Regions from separate parts of the Mus musculus genome. Here all the other regions are linked to region 2. The links are chromatin contacts, called in public HiChIP or PLAC-seq maps. All regions are on one chromosome and are shown on one strand. Each heading gives the region's core, a stretch centred on a gene start, on an enhancer-like site or on the middle of the called end of the contact. The rest is flanking DNA. Distances are from core to core; before and after follow the strand shown. Region 1 holds the start of Renbp (renin binding protein). Region 2 overlaps Abcd1 (ATP-binding cassette, sub-family D (ALD), member 1). Region 3 holds the start of Arhgap4 (Rho GTPase activating protein 4). Region 4 holds the start of L1cam (L1 cell adhesion molecule).

Region 1 (4,118 bases), core at 965-3,464, 190 kb after region 2:
CCTCTGCCCTTGGTACCAGCCATATACCTACTCAATAGGTCTAAAGGGGCATTTTTGGTTGTATGTTTTGACATAGTCTTGGTAGCCCAGGCTGGTCTCAAACTATACAAGCAAGGCTGACCTTGAACTCTAAATTCTCCTGTTTCCACCTCCAGAGTTCTGGAATTACAGATATGTGTACCACGCCCTGCTCCAGAACATTTTTGGAATGGCTGATTGTCTCCCATGAACCCAGTAGGTTCTGATCCTTCTTGCTTAGGTCTGGGTCTCTCAAGTGAAGAGGGTAAAACCCTGAATGAGGAGACAGGCAAGACTGAGTTTGATGCCACAGAGGCATCAAAGGGAAGAACATAGATCAAGACCTCCTTTCCATAGCTCAGAATGTGTCTGTTGCTCTGGCCTCTTCTGTCTTAGGACACACCCATTTCCGCCCTCAGCAAGCTGGGCTCCACCTTCCTGAGGACCCTGGGTTGTGCCTACCTGGACATGCTGAAGAATCCTGTGGACACACCAGTCCCCTAGTTCTGCATACATGTTGGTCAGCTCCTCATCTTCTTCTCCAAGCTGCTCCACCAGGCTGAGCAGCATCATGGGCACTGCCATGGGCTCTGTGGCCAGTGCCCCTGAGAGCTGAGGCCGGCCCAACCCAGCCGGGTCCTCCCGTACCCAGTGGATGATCTGATCCATCATCTCTATGGCTTCACTCTGTGAGGAGACCAGAGAGGCTGCCCTGTCCCAGCACATACTTCTTCCCCCAAGGACTCAGGGCTCAGCTTCTTCTCCCAATACTATTTTCGGGGACTCTGGGATTCAGGTCACTCTCAGGCAGAAGGGCCCAGTGAAGAAAGCGAAAACCTTTTCTACCTGGACACAGGGCACTGTTTGCCCAGGGTCCCTTTAGGGTTAGGGTTAGAGAGCGCTGAGGAAACATGTGGTCACAAAATGGTAGGAAACGAGTAAATGGGTCTTGTGGCAGGTTCCCAGGCCTGTCATTAGAGTACACTCATGTCCAACAGCCTGTGATCCCCTACAGGCTCCTACATACCTGATAACGCACTTCCCCCGTTACTTTCCACAGTTCATTCATGGCCATGGTGTAGAAGCACTCGCTGAAAATGGTCCGCTGCACCTTCACTGGCCGGCCATCCCGAGTCAGCACAAAAGCACATTTCTTGCCAGGTGGTGCCACCCGGGCATAACGCAGCAAAAATTCACCACCTGGTGGTTGGAAAGTATGCATGGTAGGTAAGGACTCTGAATATACTGCCTCTTGGAACCTGCCAGTCCCTTTCCTCTTCTAGAGCCCTTTAGATACATTGAATACATAACCCACTGAAGCCCCTGGGGAGATAGGGCTAGGAGAGGGGACCTGCTCTTGCTGCATCCAGAAGCTCAACACGGCGGAAGCGCTCAAAACTGCGGTATAAGCGACAATACATCCATACCTGTGAGGGAACACAGTTTAGAGAGGAGTAGCTGGGGTGGAGGGAATCCTAAGTATCCCTGGGTATACCCTATTGTTGTGTGAACACCTTAAGTGTGCAAACTGACCTGCCTCCCCTGCAGCCAAACATATTTGAGGTGATCATATACCTTCCCATCACGGCCAAGACATGTGAAGAAGCCCCTGTGAGACAAGTGTTGTCAGAAAGTGAAGGAAAGAGCCGTTCTCCATAGCTTCACTACTCTCCTCAGGTCAGTAGATCTGTGTGTCACCTCCAAGTGAGATAGGGGGAGGGGGGCCCTAGGAGGATCATGGCAGGATAGCTAACCCGTGTTCCTGGTCATGGGAATGCTCCATCCAGAAAGCGATCACACGATCAAGCTCTTGTTCCACACGCTTCTTCCAGACCTGCAGTGTCTCCCGTTCCTTCTCCATGTCCTGTGAAGTGAATCAGGGCAGAGCAGGGAAGCACAGCTCTTCCTTCACAGGGACTTCCTGAACCAACTCGAGTAGGCCCCAGAGCTACTTGATTCCACCCCACCACCACAGGGCCTCGAGCCAAGGATACAGTACTCCCACCTCTTCAATGGGCTTCTGACCCCACCATTAGTTGGAACCATCCACTACCACATACCTGTAACATTAGGAGTCCTAGGTCCATCATCTGCTTTCCTCCAGGAATTCAGACTTGGTCGCGATCCCGTGACTATCACTCAGCTGACCGAGCAGTGTCCCACCCACCTGATCCTCTTCAGAGTTCCGAAGGGCCCCGAGTTGGGGGCGGGACGAAGGGCGGGGTTTCAAACCCCGCCTTCTGCTCTTCTAGGCCTGGACTGAGCAGTCAAGCTCTAGATCCCCCTGGTGGGAACTGGGTGAGGAAGTCTGGCCTTATGAGGAGGGAGTAGGTAGGAGACTGAATCTGGGCCTGGCAGCTGAGGCTGGTGATCTCAACAGATTGTGAAGTTAGGGTGCCCCTGGAATGACTGAATCCTGAGACCCTGTGACCCCATATTGTCGGCAAGCCCTTTCCTTTAGCTTCAGCTGTCTGAGTCCAGTAATTTACAACCATTAGCCCTGGTTGCCAGTTGCTGGATACTTCACCCCCAAGGATGATTCTGGAAAAACAGGTGATAACCATGCAGAGTAGAGTGGGCATCCTCCAGCTCTCTGGCCCTTCCTCCTAGGTACACAGTATAGGTTGGCTCTGTGACAGGCTGGTTAATCTGTTCCCCATTCTTGCTACCCACTGGGCACCCTCATTGCTCAGCAGAATTCTGTGGAGTGAGAATTTCAACCAGAATGCCAGAGGTACTTGTTCTGATTTTCTTTTGTCTTTTTTTTAAAACATTTTTTAAGATTTATTTATTATTTATTATATGTAAGTACACTGTAGCTGTCTTCAGACACTCCAGAAGAGGGCGTCAGATCTCATTACGGATGGTTGTGAGCCACCATGTGGTTGCTGGGATTTGAACTTCGGACCTTCAGAAGAGCAGTCTGGTGCTCTTACCCACTGAGCCATCTCACCAGCCCTTCTTTTGTCTTTTTTTATTTGTTTGTTTGTTTTTTCGAGACAGGGTTTCTCTGTGTAGCCCTGGCTGTCCTGGAACTCACTCTGGGGACCAGGCTGGCCTCGAACTCAGAAATCTGCCTGCCTCTGCCTCCCAAGTGCTGGGATTAAAGGCGTGAGCCACCACTGCCTGCATTTTCTTTTGTCATTTTATTTTATGTTTCAGTGTTTTGTTGTTGTTGTTGGTGGTGGTGGTTTATTTTTTGTTTGCTTTTGCTTTTGCCTCTATGTATGTCTGTGCACCACATGCATGCAGTATCCTTAGAGGCCAAAAGAGGGTATTGGATCCTCTGGACCTGGACTTACAGCTGGTTGTGAGTCTCCACGTGGGTTCTGGAAATGGAACCTGGGGCCTCTGGAAGAACAGACAGTGCACTTAACTGCTGAGTCATCACTCCAGTTCCTTGAACATGTTCTTAATGATGGACTGCAACCCAGGAGTGTAAAGTAACTAGACTTCCTGACTCATCAATGCTGCTTTGGGAGTTGGTCAGTAAAAAGAATTCAGTTTCTAGATATGGTTATGTTCTTGTGCTACCTGCCCCTTCCCAGCTGTGTGTTGACTCATTTCGCAATGACTGCTACTTTCCAGGTTATGGCTACTGGGTGGCTCTGCAGGTTGTAGAATGGCTCTTTCATCCTGAAACACTTCATCTTTATGGTGTTTAGGAATAAGCCTGATCTCAGTGTCTGTTAAGTATCTGCTGAAGCTGCTCTGTTCATCTTTACCCTTAGCCTAGGTCATGCCCAGGGACCTTGGCTCTGTATCCAGGAAAGCTTGCATGCTGTTATTTAAGCTGTATTTATCCATCTTCATTGTCTCCCAGCTTCTCTTACACACATATCATCCCTTTCAAGCTCAGCCAAGTTAAGAGCATTGGTATGATAGAATGGGTGGTTCCCTGGCCCTGAGTCTCATGGGAATAGGGTGATGCAAAGCTATGATGCCTTTCTCCCCAGGAGCTCAGTTTGCTAGTTTGTTTGCAATAGGGTCTCATGTATCACAGGATACCTTGAACTCTATTAACCAAGAATGGTTTTGAACTCCTGCTCCTTTGCGTTCACCTCTCAGGGCTGGGACTACAAGTGTGTTGCATCACATCC
Region 2 (3,943 bases), core at 428-2,927:
ACACACTGCATTCCACCTTCACTCTGGGTTCTGCTCCAGGAACTCTGCCCTGTTCAGGGCAGTGTGTCTTTTACTTTTCCCTGGGGAGGGATGGAGGGTTTGGAAGTCCCCAGTCCTGACTCTATACCAGTATGGCTGAGCCATAGGAAGTAAGCAGGAGCTGCCTCCCTTACTGCCAGCAGCCAGAATGTGTGGCAACCCTGGTAGTTGTGGGTTACATCCCTGCCGAAACCCAAATCCTTGTCATTGTTTTGATCCATCCCTTTGTTGCCATCCCCTTGTGTGACCAGCCAATGCCCCTGTCCCACAGGATACCCCCTGCCATGAAAACAGCCTAATGGGGCCCAGGATTAGACAGGGCCCAAAGTGTGCCCTTCCCCATGGTTACCCAAGAAGGACAGAGTTCCTCCTGAGCCATGAAGAGAATATAGCCCTGGCCCTCCCACTCCTCCACCTCTACAACCTAATTTATTGGACTCCCAGTTTATAGTTGTCTAAATTGCCAACATGAGTACCCTGCCAGCACAGGAGGTGACTGGGTGGTCCCTTCAATCTACCCAGTCTCTGGTGCCAAACCTGGCCCTTCACCAGCCTATACTGCCAGTTGCCACTGGGGGTGCCCTCTGCCAGCTAGGCAGAAGTGAGGGCACCATGTTCCCAGCTCAGTGCCAAAGAGGGGTCACAGGAGGTGCTGTGTCTGCTAAACCAGCCCTCACCAAGAGGGAGACGCCCCCACACACACACCCTACTGCCATTGTGTGCCTTTCCTGGGCCTTCAGCCCTCCAGCTGGGGTACCCCCCTCAGTCCTCTCAGTAAAAACCTCTGGAAAGTACAATCCTGCCTCCTGAACTTGGTGTCTGGTATAAGTTCTGGGGAGTAAGCCAGGCATAATTGTGCCTTTAATCTCAGCACTCTGGAAGCAGAGGCAGGTGGATCTCTGTGAGTTCAAGGCTAGCCCAATCTATGTAGTGAGTTTTTAAAAAGCCAGGGCTGCAAAGTGAGACCCTATCTCTCTCAAAAAGACAGGCAACAACAACAACAAAAGTTCTGAGGAGAGGTCACAATGTTGTTGGGAGAAAAGGAGACCTGCCCCCAAACATGGGCCCAAGTAAGAACCTAGTCAGTTGCTAACCCCATGGTACTCGAAAAAGTTAGTGTTCTCTGGTTATGCCTTTTGTACCCTAGGGAGATGACAATCATTGCTGTAAAATCGTACTTGAGGCCAAAGATAGCCTGCCAAGTGTCTGAAGGGGAGTGCAGAAAGCAATGCTATAGAAACCCTGTGAGATGCCAAGGAGGTAAATTGAGCACTGAAAGAGCCACAGGAAAGAAGTGATTCCTGGATTGAGTTGCACTGGCGCTTCTGAACCTTCTAGGAAGAAGGAAAAACGTATCCAAAGGCCCAGGGGTATGTCCAGAGAAAGATATCCAGTACAGGGGGAAGGAAAGGCCTAGACTGAGGCAAAAGGTCACGTTAAGTCTGAGGATCCCCTGAGTGAACCACGTGGAGCTGGGATGCAAAAAGCATCAAAGACTCTAAGGAGAGGTGGCAACCCCCAGCACACGGTTTTATAAGGTTTCCAGGGGCAGAATAGAGCATCAGCAACTAGGCACAATATGATTGGTGGAACAGTGCACCCTTTAAACGGATTGGTCTTTAGGGAATGAAGTGACAAGGACTTCCATTGTTTGAAGGTGGGCAAAATTCCTGTGGAATGTGTCCCCACCCACAGGTCAGTTCCTGTACTGTTGTGTGAGAAATGTTAATTAGCCTCTCCCTTCCGGAGGGGCAAGTTTTTCATGACCTTCCCAAAGTTCCTAAACTGACCTTTTCTTTTTTTTTTTTTAAACATTTATTTATTATATGTAAGTACACTGTAGCTATCCTCAGATACTCCAGAAGAGGGCATCAGATTTCGTTACGGATGGTTGTGAGCCACCATGTGGTTGCTAGGATTTGAACTTGGGACCTTCGGAAGAGCAGTTGGTGCTCTTAACCACTGAGCCATCTCGCCAGCCCTAAACTGACCTTTTCATTCACTGAGTAGGTAAAATGAGAATAGCCTTGGGTTCTGCAATGGATTTTTTTTTCCTTAGAAAAGATTTATTAAGGCAATATAACAATATACAAAGCACTAGAAAATGGCCTGAGCATCTTTTCAAAAGTGAGCCCACTGTGTCCACAACTTCCCCACAGTTCCTTATCACCAGCAGCTACTTCGCACCTCTCTTCTGACAGGAAGAATATTTCCTTCAAAGGTTTCCACATCCACATAGCAGCCTCACATAGGCCAGCCGCTTCAGGTTCATGCTGCAATGAAGGACAAACCAACCCCACTTCTGCTGAGAGAATTCCTGGGAAGGCCCTGCAATCAGGACACATCCTTACCCCGCCCTGGAGGGGGATGAGCGGTCCAGCATGTAGGAGACTCTAAAAGAAATTGAACCGAAACTCTTCGCTGGTCAAGTCCGGAGTGGTTTTGACCTTAAAGCAGGCCATGGAGTTGTGTGTGGACACTTGGTGGAGACAGGCCAGACAACTGCTGCTAGGAATAGAGGGGATGTTTTTGTTTTTTTGTTTTTTGTTTTTCAAGACAGGGTTTCTCTGTATAGCCCTGGCTGTCCTGGAACTCACTCTGTAGACCAGGCTGGCCTTGAACTCAGAAATCTGCCTGCCTCTGCCTCTGCCTCTGCCTCCCAAGTGCTGGGATAAAAGGCGTGCGCCACCATGCCCGGCGAGGGGATGTTCTTATAAAGCTAAGCTGAGTTCCCACACTGCCCGTATTTCCACCCTCAAGACATACCAAAAAAATCAAGTCAGAAACCTATGTAGATGTTTACTGTGTAGATTCTATACAATATTTACAGAAGCCTGAGTACCCAGAAACAGATAGACAAACATATATATTTATACAATAGAACATTATTTGACCATAAAAGGTTGTGAAACAGCAACACATGCTATAATATTCAAGAACATTAAAGACATGCTGACACAAAGAAGCCAAGCACACAGGTCCAAGTATTATATGATTGCATTTAAATAAAATATCCAGAACAGACAAATCCATAACAACATAAAGCAAATTAACAGTTACCAGGGCTGGAGGGGGTGGGGAGAATGGCTATGGGGAGAGATTGTTTAATGAATACAAGGGTTCTGTGGGGGGAGAAGTGATGAACATGTTTTGGAATAACAGAGGTAATAGTTGTGCAACATTGCAAATTTACAAAACACCACTAAACCATGTACTTCAAAGAGACTTGTGTCTCTACAAGGAATTTCACTACAAAACAAGTAGTTAGTAGGTGGATATAGATGGATAGACATCCATAGATTGCTATTAAGATAGACAAATAAGTGATGGATCAGTAGGATAATAAATTAGCCAGGCATGGTGGCTCAGGCCTATAATCCCAGCACTTGAGTTGTTGAAGCAGGAGGATTGGCACAAGTTTGAGGCCAGCTTGGGCTATCCACTGTATTCCAAGAGAACTAGAGCCAAAAACTTAGACCCTTTCTCAAAAATCCAAAAAGAAAAAAAAAAACAGAGTAAATTCATAGATGATACAGGAAAGATTACTTATAAGTAGTAGATAATGGAAAGAAAATGATAGATGGTAGATAGATACATAGATAGATATTATCTTAGGGTTTCCATTGCTGTGTAGAGACACCGTGACCCAGGCAACTCTTATAAAGGACAACATTTAATTGGGACTGGCTTATATTCCAGAGATTCAGTCCATTATCACCATGGCAGGAAGCATGGCAGCATCTAGGCAGAAATTGTGCTAGAGAAGGAGCTGAGAGTTCTACATCTTTATCTGAAGGAAGCCAGGAGCAGACTACTACCTTCTAGGCAGCAAGGAGGAGAGTCTCAAAGTTCACTCCCGCAGACACACACTTCTTCCAACAAGGCCACACCTAATAATGCCACT
Region 3 (4,115 bases), core at 189-2,688, 170 kb after region 2:
TATTTGCATTGCAAAGCTGGGACCCAGGCCCCCTAGCACTTCCTGTGAGCCAGGCATTCACTCTCACTTCTGCTGACCAGCAAAGCAGAATGCATTGTCCTCCAAACCACGACTATGCGACCTTTTAGAAATTAGAGTGCCAAAACAGTGCCCCTGTTCCAGCATGATTGGAAGACTTTCTTTTGAGGGAGGCTGGTGAGAAATAATAGCCACAAAGGCTGAACACCCTGAGTGAGCAAGGGCCATTTAAAAGATATTCTAGGGCCAAACTCCAATTTCTCTTGATGGGAACTAACCGGCCTGTGTTTGCTGACTGAAGACATTTCAAGGTCCTTAGGCTTCAGGACATTTTGAGGAAGTAGGATGGAATCATTGTCTCCATCTGCTGGCTCACCCTCTGCAATCACCTCAAGCTGCCTCTGGACACCAAGATGAGGAGGTCTGGGTCAAACTTTCAAAGGCAGTTATGCTCTCCACTATAACAGCAACACATCATGAAGATACACTTTGTTATAAGTTGCTTGCACCAAATAAGTACATTGGAATTTCATCTACAGGTTGGAAAACTCCAAGGATCATATTATTTCTTCTCTTATGAGCCATTGTGCTCTGTGACAGGTAAGTCACTGTGTTTGTATCCAAAGTCTTTGGAAATAGGAAGAGAGCCAAGATATCTGGAAGCAACAAGCAAGTGGGGGTGGGGGTGGGGGTGAGGGAGGTTAGACACTGCCTCCTTTCCTGTGAAAGAGTTACCTACCACACCCTGAAGAAATGAAGCTGTCAGCAAAGAACTCACAAAGCTCATTTGCATGTGATTTGCATAGAAGTGTTTGCCCAAATCCAGAGGTCTAATAGCCTAAGGCTGTAAAGCCATCCCAGTTGAATTTCTCTAACCCATATTCAGTCTCCTAGCTTGACCCAAGACCAACCACCCTAAACCTGCAAGCTAATACAGTGCCAAAGGGAGGTGAAGGTGCTAAGAATTCATAGATTCTAGTGGTGTTAAGAGTGAGGTGTCAGGCTACCAACAAAGTCAAAGTGGCCCATTATACTCCAACTAGAAAGCCACCCTCTCAGTCTGTCCTTCCCTCGGGCTACCACAGTCATTGCTGCCTGAGTGAGCAACAGGCGACCCAAGTTGGCTAAGGAGGCGAGAGGGAGGGCTTGGGCAGGCAGTTGAGGCCAAAGAGGCTTCAAGAAGCAGGGCTTGGACTCCCTTCTCCACCCTGCTCCAGGCACCCCTGAGATCAGCAGCGGACACTTGGGGTCTCCCCTGTAAACCAGGACTAAAGCACCCTCTCACCTTTGACCTGTGCGTCATACTCAGGTTGTAGCCCCCGCTCCCGCCGCAACTTCCCGTGCGCCGCCATGGCCCAAGGCCGTTCGCGACTTCGAGTCCCAATGCTCCCACGCGGAAGCGAGGCGAGACCGCCAAGTGCAGGGACTAGGGGCGCCAAGGCCAGCACCCTCCGCGGGCCCCGCCCCGCCAGCCCCGCCCCCAGCACAGTCCCCGGAGGGGCGGGGCGACTTGGACCTGGCACTGCCCGGGTGGGCCTCTGAAAGTCTAGGCACCCCTTTTCAGGCTCATCTCTCTTGAGACAAGTTGCTCCTCTACCTAGATACCTTGAGCCCAAAGAGTCAACATAAAGCAGCAATGCAAGACAACCTCAACATGTCTGGGACCACCTGCTGCTGTTCCTCATTATCTGCAGAAACCTATCTGTGGTTCCCATTGTCAGACAACACCCCTATGGCCACTAGCCCTCAATACTAATGGACAATGGCACCATAGCTGCTCCAGGCTCCTAGGTGGTCTGCCTCTGAAGCCTTCCTGGACATCAGATGCCACCCTCCTTCCAGAGTCATAGCCCATAGTGAGGCCTATGGGAGTTCAGACAGCTGAATGGGAAGTTGTAGGCTTATGCTCTCCCTGGGCCCCCTGAGGGGGAGGGAGCGGGGTTCAGCTACAGTTCCCCTTCTACTCAGCCCCAAAGGAAAGAACTAGCCTCATTTCCCCATAGGTAGTTACCACTTCCTGCTGCCGGAAGAGATTATTTTTGTCTCTTTTCCCTTCCATCTTGCACCTGTAGGGACCTATACCAGTGGGGGCTTTGAACCAGCCTAGAAACAACTCCTACTGCCTCCTTTATCCAAGGATGATGGTGATTTTATTCACCCCCATCAACTCTAAGTCATAAGGCAAGATCTACTTATTAATTTGTCATGTTTTGTTTTGTCTCATTCACAAGGCTTCACTTTGTAGCCCTGGTTGGCTTTACACAATCCAGGCTGGACTCAAACTCTGCCTCTGTCCCAAGGGCTAGGATTGCATATGTGCACAACCACAGCAGGCTCTTCTAGTCAATTAGGAAGGCAGGAGGCAGGTGACAAGCCATCTGTCTTTAGTTCATTGGAGAGAAAGCCCTGGGGTATACAGACTGTGGGCGATAGGCAAGATAACTTACAAAACATGCTTGAAGGTACTAATACAAGGGCATCCACACCTGTACTTACATGCATGGATGTCAAAGTGCATGTGAGCACTTGTAAGCCTGACATGGAGATTTGGCAGGAGGGAAGACTGTTCTGGACTTTCAACTGTGTTCAATCTTTTTTTTTTTTTTTTAAGATTTATTTATTGTTATATGTGAGTACACTGTAGCTGTCTTCGACACACCAGAAGAGGGCATCAGATCACATCACTGATGGTTATGAGCCACCACGTGGTTGCTGGGATTTGAACTCAAGACCTTTGGAAGAGCAGTCAAAGCTCTTATCACTGAGCCATCTCACCAGCTTCAATCTTGGTTTTTTTTTGTTGTTGTTGTTTCGTTTTTGGTTTTTTTTTTTTTGGTTTTTCGAGACAGGGTTTCTCTGTGTAGCCCTGGCTGTCCTAGAACTCACTCTGTAGACCAGTTTGGCCTCGAACTCAGAAATCCACCTGCCTCTGCCTCCCAAGTTCAATCTTGTTCTTGATCTCCATTTGCTCCCAATACCAAAGCCCTTCTCTAAGATGCTGTTGGTGCTCACAGAACCTTGAAGAAATGGTCTAGAAGCTAGCTAAATGTTGGCAAGCCCAAGTCCTGGACTTCCAGAAGCTGGTCTCAGAAGTAGCAATGTTGGAATCTTCCACCAAGGTAAGCAAGCCTGTATCGTTCTCATAGCACATGAATGAACATCCATCCTTATGAACTTGCTTTGTCAGGACATTTATTTCAAGAGTGCCTCATACTAAAGTAAATCAGGCACCAATGCCTTTATTAGTTAAAGCAACCCACCCTACCTGTCTTCCCTTCTTTCTGACCCTTAACTAATCCTTAGAAGTCACCCATCCAAGCAGCAGAGCCAGACCAGGATTCAGGCACACAAGAAATGGCTACTGAACTAGCCTTCAAATATTCTTAGTCCTTAATCCAGAAATCTGAACGGTGCCCCATTCAGCCCTTTGCATGAAACTGAGTGAAAAGCAAAACAGAAAACTTAGTGACTGGCTGTTTTCGGGACACTTGCTTGGCATCTGAAGCCATGAGTGAAACTGCTTCTGTTCCTTTAGCTCTTGTTCCTTTTGTTTGGAAACAGGGTCTCACTATGTAGGTCTGGCTGTTCTGGAACTTACTATGGAGACCAGGCTGGCCTCAGTCTGCCTCTGCCTCCCAAGTGCTGGGATTAAAGACGTGTGCCAGCATACCTGGCCTGTTCCTTTTTGGCTTTTTTTTAAAAAAAAAAATGAGATTTCTTCATTTAATTTTATGTGTATATGTATGTGTAACTTGTATGTGTGCATCAGAATCTCCAGATTCTGGAATTACGGATGATCATGAACATCCATGTGGGTGCTGGGAATCAAACTCGATTCTCTACAAGAGCAACAAGTGCTCTTAACCACTGAACCATTTCCTCAGCACCCTTCTTGGCTTTTTGAGATAGGGGATCTTTCAGTAGCTCTGGTTAAACTAGAACTTACTATGTAGACCAAGCTAGCCTTGAACTTCTGCCTCTAAGTGCTGAGACGAAGCACAAAAAGCACTACCCCAGCTAACTAGCTCCAGTTTTGAGAATCTAAAAGCCTGAAGGACAGAGTGGGAGTGGGTGGGTGGTGGCTTAGAGGCAAGCCA
Region 4 (3,840 bases), core at 521-3,020, 140 kb after region 2:
GTGTTTCCCCCTCCTTGGTAATCAGATCACAGGCAATTCCTAATTTCTTTTGTTCTCTATTTCAAATGTATTTCAGTAAGTTGCTCCTGTGTTTTTCAAATGTACTATAACAAAATATCAAGATATATTGCTTTGGGGATTGTACACACAAAAAATAATAGAGAATGACAGACTTTGGAATACAGCAAGGAGGCAGAGAAGTGGGGAGTTCCCAGTCCCAGCCCTGTCACCAATTCGCCATGTGGCCACAGACCCTTGAGGGTGACTGAAGGATTAGTGCCTGAATGGTAAGCAAGTATATACAGTGCTGCGTAGATGTTGGGCTAGGTAAGAAGCTAGGGTTGTCAAGTCCCACCATCTGCAGCAAGGGGTCCATCAGAGCTGAGGCCTTGGGCAAGCCCCACCCTAGCCACCCTACTAAAGGACCATAAAGGTGGGAAGAAAGGCTGCTGGATCTATTCACCACAAGGGCCATGTGAGTCAGCAAAGACAACACTGGGCTGCTAGTAACCGCTACCACTGGAGTTGCATTAATCAGGATCAAGACATCTACCTGAAAGGGGTGCCAGGCCCCCAGACAGATGGTGGTCCTGCCTCCCTGAGACAGATGGATAGGGGTTATAGACACTAGATCAGGAGGAGCAGTGGGCTATATCTGTTATTCTTTTCATTTCCTATCAATCAACACCCTAAAACTCTGAACCAGATAGAAGGGAATAAGGTATGGAAACGTCCCTCCTCCCATAATTAAACAGAGTATAAAACAATGTCTAAAATCGCTCCAGTCTCTACAGAAAGAGTCCCAGGCACCTTGCTTCCAGAAGTCCCTTGTCCTAAGCCAATGAGGCCCTTCTTCCCTTATTTTTACCTGATGGACCCATGGTCCACACCCATGTGCATCCACAGGCACATCAGTGAGTGCCCAAAACCATCTCTCTTAGTGTAGTCTTTATTGGCCAAAGAACCTAAGGGAGGTTCTGTGCCTGAGAGGAGACTGGTTTTGCAGTGCATTTGAGGGGATCCCCGGAGGGAATTTGGAAAGGAGGAGGTGAAGAACAAAGCCCCCTCCCCACTTTGGGGTGGAGGGGCAGGCAGCGCCCATCCATCCCTGATCCTTCTCCTCCTCCCATTACCGGAGGAGCTTCGCTCAATCTCCCCCACACCATGCTAGACACTGGCTTCTCCCCCACCCCAGCCGCAATCAGGACTTTAGATGGGGATGAGGAACAGCCACGCCCAGAGCCACACCCCACAGCGGTCGACTGGGTTAGATGGACGTTCTGCTGGGTTCACATTTCCTTCCTCACACGCATACACCCACAGGGATATGCCAACTTCAGCTCCACTTGCCCATACAGAACCTGCCTGACCACTCCTGTGCCCCTCCCTAAGCATGCATTTGGGGAGCCGCCCAGTTACCCCTCACCTGTCGAGCTCTGGCACCTAGCCACTTTCTCCAACCCCATTCCAGATCGCAGGGCTCAGAGCTCGGTGCCTAGCATGCATGGGTGGGGCTCCAGCCTTCCTACCGAGGAGGCACGAAACCCACTCCCTCTGAGCCTGAGGCGGGCTGGGTCTGGAACGTAGATGGTCGCTGCTGCGGTCAAGGGGACAAACCAGCCCACCTTACCTGCGCCGATCAGGTTGCCAGCTCAGTCTCTGTGCACGCCGACCTCGGACCTGCCACCCAGCGATGCCGCTGCCGACGCGATGTTGCTGCTGCTGCTGCTGCGGCGGCGGCGGCGGCGGGCGGGGCAGCGTGCGCGGGGAAGTGGGGGAGGAAGAGGGAGGGGGAGGTAGTGAGATCACCTCCCCCGCAGCAGGCCCCGCCTCGCCACACCCTCGTTCCTTGTTTCATCTGAACCTGGCCGCAGAGCCCCGCGCGTGATAGGGACCTCGTGGGGGGGGGGGGTCCTCTTCAGGAGCTCCAGCAGTCCCAGTATCCCCGAGATGAGAGTGACCCCCAACCTCACTATCAAGGATCCCCGCCGCCCTTGAGGCTTATATTGGAAGTCATTTGCAGAAGTATTCTCGGGATCTCGGGGCTGGACAGTGGGGAGAGGATCCAGACTGGGAACCAGATTACCTCGCCTCCACTTGGCCTTCGAGGGCTCTGGCTAGTAATGGGCATTCATATACCATTAGGTCCGGGCCGCGCCCTGGTCATGTGTTTGAATGTATCCGCACTCTCAGGGCAGAGCGCCTCTTGGAACCCCTGCCCAGCCACGACGCTAAGCCAGGGCTCTTCAGGGATGTACGCCTGAACCTGAGTCCCCAGCCTGCGAAGGAGGTGTGGCGAGGCACACCATACAGTCCCTCCTAAACACTAGGTCCCAGATTAGGCTAGAAGGGAAAGTTCTCAGAGAGAGCGCCCTTCAACCTGAAACCCCCTACTTCTGATCTTCCTCCCACTTCCCTCCTGCTCAGTGCCTTATTTCTTTGTCCTCGGGATTGGCCTCTTTCTGACCTTTCCTGGTCGACCTACTCTCGCTTACAGCCCTATGGGGAAAGCTTATGGAAAGGAGATTTTCCCAGTGGCGCCCCCTCCCAGGCTTAGGGCTGTGACCTCCCAAGCGAGGCGAAGCAGAGGGGGCTGGAATTCCAAAGTGAGTCCAGCTAGCTGAAGCTGCAGGGCAAGGAAGGCCTAGGGCCCAGATGGCAGATTGCAGCCCTGGTAGGTATGGTATTTTTATGAGCATGCCTGTTACTCAGTGAAGCATTCTGTAGGTCCTCTGCTCAGCCTGCCAACACTCCCCCAGTGGTGCAATGCCCTGATCCCATGAAAACACTTTTGGCACTCTGGCCTGGTTTCCCTTCTCATATGATCACCTCCTGCCAGCTTCCTTCCCATGAAAGAAAAACTTGGGGATGCCTGCTAGCACTCTGTGAAAGTCTGGATGTCTTTCCAGACATCCAAAGTGTACCATGGAGTCTTTAGGAAGAGTCATCTGAATGAAGTGGAGGCTTAAGCAAAGAGCTCAGAGGCCACTACTCCTTCTACAGGCCTGCCACTTGGCTCAGATGGATTCAGAATGAAGCTGCGGACCGTACTCATGAAGCTTCACTGGTTCAAATCTCCAGGAGACAGCAGAGGAGACTGAGCCAGGCAGCTAGGTCACGAAGCCAGGGGCCTTTTTAGCTGGGCAGAGAATGGTATTTTCCATGAGGCACTGAACTGAGATCAGTTTCATGACTGCACTGATGTAAGAGCGATAGGCCACAAAATTGGCCTCTCCTCTCCAGCTGCTCTCTTCACTGCCTTACTCCCAGACTGCACCCCAACTGGACCTAGTCTAGGGTTGATGCTGTTCTGGAACTTACTTTGTGGCTCAGTTTCATTTTAAACCTACATGCCCCTGTCTCATCCTGCTGAGTGCTAGGATTATAGGTGTTCACTATGTCTAGCTCTGTTTGCGAAGCCTAGACACAAGTTTTATTTCATCTCTCAAAAATCTTTGTCTTTTAAGTGTCAGCACTTGGGAGGCAAAAGCAAGCAGATATCTTGTAAGTTTGAGGCCAGTCTGGTTTACAACGTGAGTTCCAGGCCAGCCAGGGCTGTAATACAGAGAAACCCTGTCTCGAAAAACAAAACAAAACAAAACAAAACAAAACAAAACAAAACAAAACACCAAAAAAAATCAATTAAAAAGTAAAAATCCAATTGCTTGGCATCATGGTACATACCTATAATTTTGGCACTGAGAGGCAAAACAGGAGGACCTTAAGTTTGACACCAAATTGGTTTAGTGAGTTCCAGGACAGTGTGGGATACACTGTAAGAACCTGCTGCAAAAAGAAAAAAATAAATAAATAAAATAATCAGCTTCAGGAATAGGGCTA

Evidence for each region. HiChIP or PLAC-seq counts read pairs in DNA pulled down with a chosen protein or histone mark.
Region 1: a contact with region 2 is called in an H3K27ac HiChIP or PLAC-seq map of embryonic stem cells, with 7 read pairs. The contact joins the promoter of Renbp here to the enhancer-like site in region 2. A contact is called at or near these places in 10 of 39 promoter capture datasets (the 3T3-L1 cell line, 3T3-L1-derived adipocytes, frontonasal cranial neural crest and 7 more), 2 of 484 Hi-C or Micro-C datasets (erythroblasts and nephron progenitors), 7 of 115 datasets of contacts at active chromatin or transcription factors (the 230-238 cell line, the SCID.adh cell line, astrocytes and 2 more) and 3 of 9 other capture datasets (adipose tissue, liver and pancreatic islet).
Region 3: an H3K27ac HiChIP or PLAC-seq map of embryonic stem cells shows a contact between it and region 2, with 7 read pairs. The contact joins the promoter of Arhgap4 here to the enhancer-like site in region 2. A contact is called at or near these places in 12 of 39 promoter capture datasets (the 3T3-L1 cell line, the C10 cell line, the HPC-7 cell line and 7 more), 4 of 484 Hi-C or Micro-C datasets (embryonic fibroblasts, erythroblasts, myocytes and 1 more), 2 of 115 datasets of contacts at active chromatin or transcription factors (both in embryonic stem cells) and 3 of 9 other capture datasets (adipose tissue, liver and pancreatic islet).
Region 4: an H3K27ac HiChIP or PLAC-seq map of embryonic stem cells shows a contact between it and region 2, with 6 read pairs. The contact joins the promoter of L1cam here to the enhancer-like site in region 2. A contact is called at or near these places in 12 of 39 promoter capture datasets (the 3T3-L1 cell line, the C10 cell line, the HPC-7 cell line and 7 more), 1 of 484 Hi-C or Micro-C datasets (embryonic fibroblasts), 1 of 115 datasets of contacts at active chromatin or transcription factors (embryonic stem cells) and 2 of 9 other capture datasets (adipose tissue and liver).

What each region holds. Positions count from the first base shown.
Region 1 is chrX:73,928,636-73,932,753 of GRCm38.p6, forward strand. It overlaps Renbp (renin binding protein), which reads right to left and starts at 2,215. Exons shown (of 11, transcript NM_023132.3): 1 at 2,079-2,215; 2 at 1,773-1,882; 3 at 1,552-1,627; 4 at 1,370-1,445; 5 at 1,046-1,218; 6 at 481-705. The coding sequence starts at 2,108.
Region 2 is chrX:73,737,699-73,741,641 of GRCm38.p6, forward strand. Abcd1 (ATP-binding cassette, sub-family D (ALD), member 1) reads left to right here. Exons shown (of 10, transcript NM_007435.2): 10 at 1-836. Among named protein-coding and RNA genes, the nearest start is that of Plxnb3, 17 kb to the right of the region's middle. Within about 2 kb of position 1,678, at least 9 of the 459 cell types and tissues checked have an H3K27ac peak or open chromatin away from gene starts, as enhancers often do. A contact at or near this core is called in embryonic stem cells, where this site is marked.
Region 3 is chrX:73,909,860-73,913,974 of GRCm38.p6, forward strand. It overlaps Arhgap4 (Rho GTPase activating protein 4), which reads right to left and starts at 1,439. Exons shown (of 22, transcript NM_138630.2): 1 at 1,304-1,439. The coding sequence starts at 1,370.
Region 4 is chrX:73,879,064-73,882,903 of GRCm38.p6, forward strand. It overlaps L1cam (L1 cell adhesion molecule), which reads right to left and starts at 1,771. Exons shown (of 29, transcript NM_008478.3): 1 at 1,631-1,771.